Linked DNA regions of Sus scrofa: all the other regions are linked to region 2. The links are chromatin contacts, called in public HiChIP or PLAC-seq maps. All regions are on one chromosome and are shown on one strand. Each heading gives the region's core, a stretch centred on a gene start, on an enhancer-like site or on the middle of the called end of the contact. The rest is flanking DNA. Distances are from core to core; before and after follow the strand shown. Region 1 holds the start of USF2 (upstream stimulatory factor 2). Region 2 holds the start of HSPB6 (heat shock protein beta-6). Region 3 holds the start of CAPNS1 (calpain small subunit 1).

Region 1 (3,148 bases), core at 617-3,116, 410 kb before region 2:
GACGACTGGAGATCCCGGCCTTCCCGGGGCCCTGCCCTCACCCCGATCCGGGATGAGGAATGGAGTCACCATTCCCCCCGGAGTTCCAGGAGGTGGGAACAAGAACCCCCCATGGAACGGCCAGGGAGTGGCTGGGGGGCTGGGCGGCCCCGAGCCCGCTCTGTGGATGCTCTGGATGACCTCACCCGGCCCAACTCGGCTGAATCAGGGAGGAGGTCTCCCCCAAGTAGTGGGAGGAGAGGCCGGGCCTATGCACCTCCCCGAAGCCGCAGCCGTGATGACCTCTATGACCAAGACGACTCAAGGCACTTTCCACAGTCCCGGGATCCCCACTACGATGACTTCAGGTCTAGAGACCGCCCTCAGGCTGACCCTAGGGCCCGTTACAACCGCTCCCGAGATCCTCGGGATGATGGTTCCAGGTCCAGGGACCCCGAATACGATGGGCGGCTACTGGAAGAGGCCTTGAGGAGAAAGGGGCCTGTGGAGAGAAGGAGACCTTACAGGGATGAAGAGGAAGAAGAGGAGGCCTGCTTCCCTCCAGCGCCTCCCCCTTACTCTGAGACTGACTCCCAGGCCTCAAGGGAGCGGAGGCTTAAGAAGGTGAGTGACAGCCCTTCCTGGCTCTAAGACCCAACTGGATCCTCTTCTCCAGTCTTCCCAGCTCACACTCACTTTTTTCCTTTCTCCCTTGCAGAACTTGGCCCTGAGTCGGGAAAGTTTAGTTGTCTGATCTCAACGTTTTGTATGTAGCTTTTGTACTTTTTTTAATTTGAGGGACCATGGATCATCTTCCTCGCCTAAGACTAATAAAACTTGTGATCATAAGTCCTAAGTCTGGAAGGAAGTGTTTGTTTTGCTGCGCGAGGTTGGGAGCCCAAAAAGCTACTGTGTGTGTGTGTGTGGGGGGGTGTGGGTGTGTGTGTGTCCGCAAAAGGCCGCAGGTCCAGTTCTCTCATGGGACTTGCGTTGTGAGCCAGGAGGAAAGGACCCGCTCTGCCTTCTGCCTTCTCCCTTTCCGCGGCCAGGAATACGTGCCCCACGCTGGCCCCGCCCCGCCCTGCGTGCGCGCCCCGGCCCCGCCCAGACATGCGCATGCGCCCCGGGACCCCACCTTCGCGCACTTCAGCCCGGCCGCCGGGGGCGCGCGTGCGCGCTCCTGTCCCCTTCCACCCCCATTCACCCCTCCCCCCCGACCTACTTTTCTGTTTCCAAGCCCCGCCGCCTGCATCGTCCCCGGCGACCAGAACCCCTCCTTCAGGTCCCCTGGCGTTCCATCTGGGCCCGCGTTCCACACCGGCGGGCGGCCGGCGAGTACCGGGCAGACACTGAGGCTGTGGCGGCAACCTCTCGCCCCACCGGTACCCGGCCCGCGCGCCCGCCCGCCGTCCCAGACAGACAGCGCGCGCGCTCCCCGGGGGCTGCCCCCCCCCCCGCGCGCGTCGGCCCCGGGCTCGCGCCGCCGCCGCCGCCGCGCGCGCGCAGCTCAAGTAAAGGAGGAAAAAAAAGGGGGAAAAAATAGAAAGCAGCGGCGGCTGCAGCAGCGATCCGCCGCCGGACTGGGCCAGGCCGGGCGGCGGACGCGCGAGCCGGCGATCCAAGGGAGAGGCGGCGGCCATCTAGGGCGGGCCGGGTTAAAAAAAAGTCGCGGCGGCGACGGCTGCTCAGGGAAGGAGGCCCGAGGGCCGCGTGCACCGGGCGGGGGGCGGCTGCGCTGCGTCCCGGAGCCTAGAGCCGCCGGGAGCCGGCCGGCGGGCGAGCGGGCGGAGGCGGCGGCGGCGGCGGCTGCAGGAGCAGCGGCGGCGGCGGCGGCGGCGGCATCTCCTCCTCACATGACCCCACTGTTTGTCCCCGTGATCAGCGCGAGCGGCTCCCGTGTCTCCTCCGTCCCCTCCTGCCGCGCGGCGTGAGCGCCGGGCTCGGGGCCCCCCGGCCGCCCGCCCCCTCCCCTCCCTCCCTCCCCTCCCCTCCCTCCCCCCGGGCCCGGCGCCCCCCCCGCCCCCACCCCCCCATGGACATGCTGGACCCGGGTCTGGATCCCGCTGCCTCGGCCACCGCTGCTGCAGCCGCCAGGTAAGGGCGCCCGGCCGGTCCGTGCCCCCGCGCGCCCTGGCCCCGGCCCTTCGGCCTGGCGGCCGGGCCGCCATGATCCCGAGCGGCCGCCGAGCCCAGCTCAAAATGGAGGCCGCGAGGGAGGGGGGACTTGCGCGAACACCCCTGGCCCCCGGTCCTGGAGGTGCCCCTGCCCCAGACTGTGTCAGGCGGCATGGGGGCCCTGCACCTGGGCAGAGGGGCGGGGGCGCTGGCGGCCCTGACCCCCTCTTCCCGTCCTCCCCGCAGTCACGACAAGGGACCCGAGGCAGAGGAGGGCGTCGAGCTGCAGGAAGGTGAGTGCTCGCGGGGCCCACCGGGGTCTCGGCCTGCGCCCGGGAGGGCACTGGGGGCGCTCAGGCCCGCACCACCGCTGACCATCCCCCCTACCCTCCTCCGACCGCAGGCGGGGACGGCCCTGGGGCGGAGGAGCAGACGGCGGTGGCCATCGCTAGCGTCCAGCAGGCGGCGTTCGGCGACCACAACATCCAGTACCAGTTCCGCACAGAGAATAATGGAGGACAGGTGAGGCTGCGGGCCCGGAGCCCGGCGGCAAAAGGAGGGCTCAGCCCGGGGTCGAGCGGGCGGGCTGGGAGGGGCTCGAACCTGGCCCCTGCCCGGGCCCCAGCGCGGGTCTCGCTGCTCTGCCGCCCCCTGCAGGTGACATACCGCGTAGTCCAGGTGACTGATGGTCAGCTGGACGGCCAGGGCGACACAGCAGGCGCCGTCAGCGTCGTGTCTACGGCTGCCTTCGCGGGGGGGCAGCAGGCTGTGACCCAGGTGGGTGTGGAGGGGGCCACCCAGCGCCCCGGCCCCGCTGCTGCCTCTGTGCCCCCAGGTCCCGCAGCGCCCTTCCCACTGGTAGGTGCCCAGCAACCTCTGGGGGGGGGGTGAGGATGGAGAAGGGACGTGCAGTCTTTTCTTGGGGAATCCCGCGGGAGGGGCAAGTGGGACCAAGATGCTGCCTTCAGGGCCTCAGGTCAAATCCCTGATGTGCCCATGAAACCTTGGGGAAGACCTTTGGAGCATCTTTCCTTTTTTTTTTGTAAACTGGGGA
Region 2 (3,531 bases), core at 678-3,177:
TGCCAAGTGGGGTCCTTGGGGATGGGAGACCAGGCTGAGGGACAGTGCTTTGTAGGGTCTGGAAACTAGAGAAGTGTCTGGAGGTTTGTAAGCTGGAGAGGGTGTAGGAGCCCGGAGTGTCAGTGTAAAGGCCTGGGTTATCAGGACTGAGTCTAGGTTGGAAGGGTCAAGGCAGATCCCAGGTGGGGTGGGCGGATAGTCTTGGCGCGCGCCGGGGGACATCTGGCTGGGCGGAGTCAGGTCGGCTTTAAAAGGCGGGGCCTGAGGCGGCTCCCAGGGTTCTCTGACCCCTACTTGGCAGCAGCCGGTGGCGACGGCAATGGACCTTGGGCCGGCGCAGGTGCTGCCTGGATGGACAGGACGCCTTCAGGGGACAGAGCGGACGTCACGGCCGCCGGGTCGACACCAGGCGGCAAGCGGTAGCGGCGGTGGAACTCGCGCGCGATGTATCCGTGCTCATCCTGGAGAGAGAAGCTTGAGAGGCTCCGCCCCTTCCCTGTAGATGCCCCGCCCCTTCGGCCTATGATTCCCGCCTGCACGTTCTGATCCCGCCCCCGCCAGCGGGCTCACCGGGCGCTCCTCGTGGCGCGCATGCACCTCCACATGTTCGCCAACCACCTTGACGGCGATTTCCTCCGGCGAGAAGTGCTTCACATCCAGCAGCACCGAGAAATGCCCGGGATCGGTTGGCACCTGCGCACAGCCCCATTGTCATCGAGAGGGGCGGGGCTCTCGGGACCCCGCAAGGCCCCGCCCCCCTGGCTTCTGACTCTGTTCTGGTGCTGCAGCTGATTCTGGCCTCCGGAACTGCGGGGTCCCCTTTCCTAGGCGGTAGCCACCGAAGACCTCTTCATCCAGAGTAACTGGAATCATCCTTCCCCTTGTAGTAGCTGGGCTTCCCTCTCACCCAGAGGGATGAGGCCCCCTTCCCCCGCAAGATCAGGCACCTCCGCCCTCACGGGGTGAGGCCCGCCCTCTCCCTTAGTGTCAACAACCCCGTAGTCGGCGTGTCCTTCTGGACACTGACTCCTCAGCCCCCTTACCCAGAGCCCCTGGGGCCCTTACTGCCCCACCCGCCCCCAGAAATCGCCAAGATGCCTCCTCCCCCAGTCACCAGTGTTCTCTTTCTACCCTCCCACTCGAGTCACGGGATTGCTTGAGCCCTCAGCAATTACTAGTACTCCTCCCCCACTTCTGAGTGGCCAGACCCCTCTTTCTCAAGTCACTGGACCTTCCCTACCCTCTGCTTCTCCAGGAGACCTACACAGTCACCACACAGTTTGAAGATTCTTTTCCCCGAGAATAACAACACATTCCCTTCCCTCGGGAGTCCCTGGGAGCCCCACGCTCTTCGGAATAACTGGGCTCCCCCTTTTTTCCCAGATTGCCTGGGTCAGCAGCATCCTTCGGCGTCACCAGAACTCCCCTCAGCGAGACGGCCCCACCCTATTAGTGACCCAGCCCTTCCACTCCTCTCGGAGCCGAGACCTTCCTCAGACTGACGCAGACCTCCCACCCCTTTCAGTAATCCGACCTCTGAGAATCCATACTCCAGAAGCCCCTCTGAATGGTCGGACTCTCCACCCTGCTCAAAGTCTGGGGACAGGCCTTCACCCCCCTCAGGGTGACAGGGGACCCCAGCCTTGGAACTGGTCGGTTTACCGCCCCTCCCCCAGGCCTGGCACCTGGGCGGTAGGCAGCGCCACGCTGGGTGCGCGCAGGTAGTAGGGGGCCAGCGTCGCGGGGCAGAGCGCAGCCAGCTCGGCCTCCAGCAGCCCCTCGCCGAAGCGCTGGTCGAAGAGGCGCCCGGGAGCCGAAAGCCCGGGCAACGGGGCCGAGGCGCGGCGCAGCCAAGACGGCTGCACAGGCACCGGGATCTCCATCCTCCTCCGCCGCCGCCCCTAGGCTCTGCAGTGCCCCAGCGAGCGCCGGCGCCGCTTTATATTACGCCCTGTGTCCGCCCCTCGGCGGGCCGCCCGAGGACATTGGGACCGCGGCCAGAGCCGGCCATTAATAGAGCCTTATTTAGAAAGCCCAACAATGACTTGGCCATTTATTAAGCGCCTGCTGGATGCCACGGAGGTATCATTCCCCAATTTTCAGAAGGGAAAACTAAGGCTGAGGAGACGGAGCCCTGGCCAGGATGAGGAGCACAGCGTGGCGTTTGGGACCCACAGCCTGAGAAGCCCACCAAGAATTCCCAGTCTCTTTAATCCACCCCCGCCCCGAAGGCGCTCTGGGGATGACGCAGATGGAGGTTTTAGGAGCAGATTCTTGGGTACAGGGAATGCGGTAACCAGGCCAGGCTGTCAGGAGAACACAGAACAGACCCTATTCCCATCTCAGCAGGGCTCTGAGCCCAACCCCCCGGCAAGCCGGGCCTAATTCTGTGCCTCTGACTCAGCCTCGGGTGCGCAGGGCAGCGGGGTCTGCCAGGTGAGCAGCAGCCAGGGGGCGCGGGCAAGAACAGTCCACGATGGCCCCCCGGGGGCCGCGCGCCGGGGCCTGAAATAGCTCATTTTGATCCCGCCACCTCGGCCAGGAGCCCAGACCTGGCACTTGGCGCAACCAGCTGCTCTTGGAGCAAGACGGAAGTGGTTAGATGACCGGGCGGGACTGGTAAGCTGGCTGGACTGATGGAGGGATGGTGGTTGGAGAGGGGCTAAACTCCCCGATGGCCCCTGCAGCGGGAAAAGCCGTAGTTAGACTGGAATCTGGATAAGATTTATGCAGCAAGATGGGGAGTGGCTAGAATACAAGGCTGCAGGAAAGCAAGAGTACTTTGAAAACCTTCCTAACCACGAACCCAGCTTCAGATCCTTTTAATTGGTCCAAGGGCTTGCCAGTTGCTGCAGCTTGCTACGATTCTCCAATCACACGTGCTCTCTCATTCACGTTACAGCCAATTGTGAAGCACCTTCTTTGGCCACGGTCCAATTACTTTTATTTTCCTGTCTATCATTGGTCGCCTTGGAGGCGGCTCTCGCGGGGCTGACAGGGCATTGCTAAGCGACAAAGATGCGCTCGCAATGTGTCCGGTGACCCAGCCAAGCGGGCAGAATCGCCGGGGTAGCTGAGGGATGGACCGCAGGTGAGGCCGACCCCTCTTTGGGGATCACAGGAAGCCTGGGGAGGACCAAGGGTGAGAGCAAAACAGCCTAGGATCAGATTTGCCAGAGTCCGGCGTCTCTGGTTCTCCACTGCACTGGAACTACAATTCCCAAGATGCTCTACAGCCTTAAACTGCTCCCGCCTTGGACTTCACCATGCCGCCGGGGACCCCATGGCGTCTTACACGCTGCTCTCTTAGTGGCCCCAAGGGCTTTTTCCCCGTAAGGGTGTACTGAGGCATCTTGGGAATTAAGTTTCCTTATTTTGAAATTGCCCCAGACTCCCATGGGTGTTACTTTTGACATTTCTTGCTTAGGCGAAGCCCAGTGACTAGGGATTGTAGTCCATCTACCCCTTTCTCCTTAGATATTGTCCCAAGGACTTATGGGAAATGTACAATGATAATAGGTTTGGCTTTGG
Region 3 (3,462 bases), core at 916-3,415, 330 kb after region 2:
TAAGTGACCCTGCCTTCAGAGCTTCCATTTTCTCTCCTGTTAGTTCTTGCCTCACAGACAAGGCTTGTGCATTAGCCCCGGCAAGCCTTCAGGAAGCATTGCTGTGACTGGAGTTTTCTCTGTTGTGATTTTTTTTTTCTTTTTTGGTCTTTTTAGGGCCACACTCACAGCATATGGGGTTCTCAGGCTAGGGGTCAAATTGGAGCTGTCGCTGCCAGCCTACACCCACAGCCACCAGCAACACTGGATCAGAGTCGTGTCTGCAACCCACACCACAGTTCATGGCAACGCCAGATCCTTAACCTACTGAGCAAGACCAGGGATCGAACCAGAGTCTTCATGGATACTAGTCATGAAGTATCCGTTAAACACTGAGCCATGACAGGAACTCCTGTCTGTTGCGATCTTGTTAATATTCATTGTATTACGGAAGAGAGAATGCATTAGGTTAGTGCTTAAGAGTACAGGCTAGGGAATTTACCCAGAGTCAGTTTACTTATTTGTAAAATGGAGATAACATATAGCATCCGTCCCATAGGACTGGTACGAGGACATGTGAGCCGATATATGTAAGGTACTTAGTAGGGTGCTTGGCAGTTAGTTTTTTGCTTTGTTTTGTTTTTGTTTTTTGGCCGTGCTGGCAGCATGTGGAAATTCCAGAGTCAGGGATGGGACCCACACCACAGCAGTGACCCAGGCCGCTGTGATGACAATCTGATGCATACAAAAGAACTCCCCAGTTATTTTTTTTATCAGTATTATCTAAGGATGAACAAGAGATGACCCAGGTGGCCTCCAGGAGGAGGGAACACCACAGGTACAGACACAGAGGCTAACAGCTTCTTCTTCTTCTTCTTTTTTTTTTTTTTTTTTGTCTTTTTAGGGCTGCGCCCATGGCATATGAAAGTTTCCGGGCCTACGCCACGGCCACAGCAACCCCAGATCTGAGCCACATCCATGACCTATGCCACAGCTTGCAGCAACACCAGATCCTTAACCCACTGAGCAAGGCCAGGGATCTAACCCGCATCCTCATGGATGCTAGTTGAGTTCTTAACCCACTGAGCCACAAGAGGAACTCCAACAGCTACTGTTTACTAAACATTTACCACAAAATTCTCGTAGAGGCCTAGAAGTGGGGACATGGAAACCCTTGTTGGCATTTTACAGATTAGAAAATCATTGTTTAAATCACTGTTATGGGACCCCAAATTATTAAGAGGCAAAGTCAGGATTCAAACTCCAGCTGAACCAGCTTCCCAGGAAGAGGCTAAGGGCTGGACAGCCAGCCAGTGTGCCTGAAGGAGCCTTGAAAGAGTACTGGGCGCTCACAGGTTGAAGGTTGCAACTAGAGAGCAAGCAAAAGGGCTCCAAGGGTTGCTTCAGTTGCCATTTTTCCTTTCAGTTGCATTCCCCACCCTGCCCACCACCTGACCTTGGGAACATCAAGCTTCAGAAACCAGGCTGTGGCCCCCAGCCTCTTCCAGTGTCTGGACCCTCTTTAGAGACTGGAAGACTGAGACCAGGTAAAATGATTTTTTTTGGTCCATCCAAGTAAAATGATTCTGGTGACCCTGACCCAGGGGGTAAAGGGGTGCAGGTGGAGGAACAAAGAAGTCCCATTCCTGGGAGTAACTGGGCTGCCATCAGGGCTGTGCCTGCAGGGTCCCCCCACACAGATGAGGGCGCTTGTCCTCAGACTGTGAGCAAAACAAAATCCGGGGTCTCCAGACGCTGTCTGTCGCGACAAGGCTAGGATAGGGTACAAGTGCCAAGAGTCCCAAGAATCCCTATCCGAGCAGACCAAAAACATCTGGAGGCTTGGCTTTGGGACGACAATTCACACTACAACATTTAGGCTTGGCGACTGTTCGGGTCACCTCGGAGTCCTGGTCCCCGAGTGCCTGCATTGGGGACCGAAAGGCGTAGAGAAAGATTTCCAGTCTATGAACTCCGGGCGGCGTCAGAACTGCGGCTCAGGAAACGCACAGCGAATTCTCAGCAGCCGCACCCTGTTACACTGGGCGGGGCCAGCAGGCGCCTGCGCAGTTTTAATACCGGCTCTAGGACCGCGCGGAATCCGTCCGGGCCGCCCTGCATAGCCTAACCCTGCCCGGGCCGCCTGAGTCACCCGCCCCGCCCTGCGGAGCCGGACGCAGCCGGAGGCCCAGGAGCTGCACAGAGAAGCGGACCCGCGGACGCGTGAACGAGGCGGTGAGCGCCCAGTCCGGACTTCCCCCCTGGTCTCCCTAAGCCCGGCCCTGGCGGCCTCCAAAACCATAGAGATCCTACAATTTTGGTCTCAGGAGTCCCCTAGACCCATGTTCAAACCCCTAGATCTGTCTGGCCCCAGTTATCCCGCCCCGGAGACTCTTCCACCCTCCCTCTCAGGTTCTGAAGTAGGAGCATGGATTTGAGAGGTAGCCGGTAAATTCAGCTCTGGGTGCGGCCTCCAGAATCGCGATCCTAGATCCGATCTCAGTTCTAATGGGGACTCCGTTATCTCGGACCCCGGGGCTCACACCCACAGTCTTAGACCCGAACCCACAGACCCAGCAATGACACTGTTATCTCGCTGCTGTTTGTACCTAAACCCGCAAGCTTACATTCTGGCTTCCCTAAATCCTGGCCCTGGGGCCTCCAGGCAGAGAATTTCTGATCCACGCCCTGATCCGCCCCAGACCTCTACATCAGTTTTGGGGCTCTGAATCCCAGATTAGAGCGCCTGCTTGGGGCCCCCATCTCGAGAACCCCACTTGACTTGGCTGGTGTCTGGTGCTTAATGATGCCTATGCGTATACTCAGTCCAGGGTCCTTCGAGCCAGATATGGACTCTTTGGACCGGGAAGAGGTTTCAAACCAGATAATCCGACTTTATGCCACCCATCCGAGACACCCTCCCCCAGAAGCCCAGGCCCTATCCTGAATGAACCCTCGAGCCCCAGTCAGAGGCTTCTTATTACTTCCCCCAGTCCAGCAGCCAGAAATGCGTGTATTTGGGGGGGAAGGGGCGGGCTTAGGGACGGGACAGCAACTTGACTCCTTTTTTCTCCCCCTCAGGAATCTTGAGTCACAGCCATGTTCCTGGTTAACTCGTTCCTGAAGGGTGGCGGCGGCGGCGGCGGGGGAGGCGGGGGCTTGGGCGGGGGCCTAGGGAATGTGCTCGGAGGCCTGATCAGCGGGGCCGGAGGCGGCGGTGGCGGCGGCGGTGGCGGAGGAGGCGGCGGCGGTGGTGGCGGAACTGCCATGCGCATCCTGGGCGGGGTTATTAGCGCCATCAGGTAAGGCGGGGCCTGCAGAGGGGCGGGGCCTGGAGGAGGAGGCTGGTCCCGCAAGAATAGAATGGGGTAACTTAGACCCGGACCCGGAACATTAATTAGGCTGGGGCTGGTCTGGGCCAGCAGACCGGCCTTGAGGAGGCCGACTGTATTGAGTTCAGGGAGCGGGACTTGATATGGGAGT

Evidence for each region. HiChIP or PLAC-seq counts read pairs in DNA pulled down with a chosen protein or histone mark.
Region 1: an H3K27ac HiChIP or PLAC-seq map of alveolar macrophages shows a contact between it and region 2. The contact joins the promoter of USF2 here to the promoter of HSPB6 in region 2. A contact is called at or near these places in 1 of 47 Hi-C or Micro-C datasets (heart right ventricle) and 1 of 2 datasets of contacts at active chromatin or transcription factors (alveolar macrophages).
Region 3: an H3K27ac HiChIP or PLAC-seq map of alveolar macrophages shows a contact between it and region 2. The contact joins the promoter of CAPNS1 here to the promoter of HSPB6 in region 2. A contact is called at or near these places in 4 of 47 Hi-C or Micro-C datasets (heart right ventricle, liver and skeletal muscle) and 1 of 2 datasets of contacts at active chromatin or transcription factors (alveolar macrophages).

What each region holds. Positions count from the first base shown.
Region 1 is chr6:44,772,551-44,775,698 of Sscrofa11.1, forward strand. USF2 (upstream stimulatory factor 2) reads left to right here and starts at 1,867. Exons shown (of 10, transcript XM_003127041.5): 1 at 1,867-2,073; 2 at 2,341-2,387; 3 at 2,498-2,616; 4 at 2,752-2,952. The coding sequence starts at 2,012. It overlaps LSR (lipolysis-stimulated lipoprotein receptor), which reads left to right. Exons shown (of 11, transcript XM_021097147.1): 10 at 1-603; 11 at 698-828. The coding sequence ends at 733.
Region 2 is chr6:45,182,084-45,185,614 of Sscrofa11.1, forward strand. It overlaps HSPB6 (heat shock protein beta-6), which reads right to left and starts at 1,928. Exons shown (of 3, transcript XM_003127059.4): 1 at 1,686-1,928; 2 at 571-693; 3 at 1-461. The coding sequence starts at 1,883. The coding sequence ends at 291. It overlaps PROSER3 (proline and serine-rich protein 3), which reads left to right and starts at 2,682. Exons shown (of 12, transcript XM_021097124.1): 1 at 2,682-3,091. The coding sequence starts at 3,081.
Region 3 is chr6:45,509,245-45,512,706 of Sscrofa11.1, forward strand. CAPNS1 (calpain small subunit 1) reads left to right here and starts at 2,166. Exons shown (of 11, transcript NM_214318.2): 1 at 2,166-2,214; 2 at 3,061-3,281. The coding sequence starts at 3,079.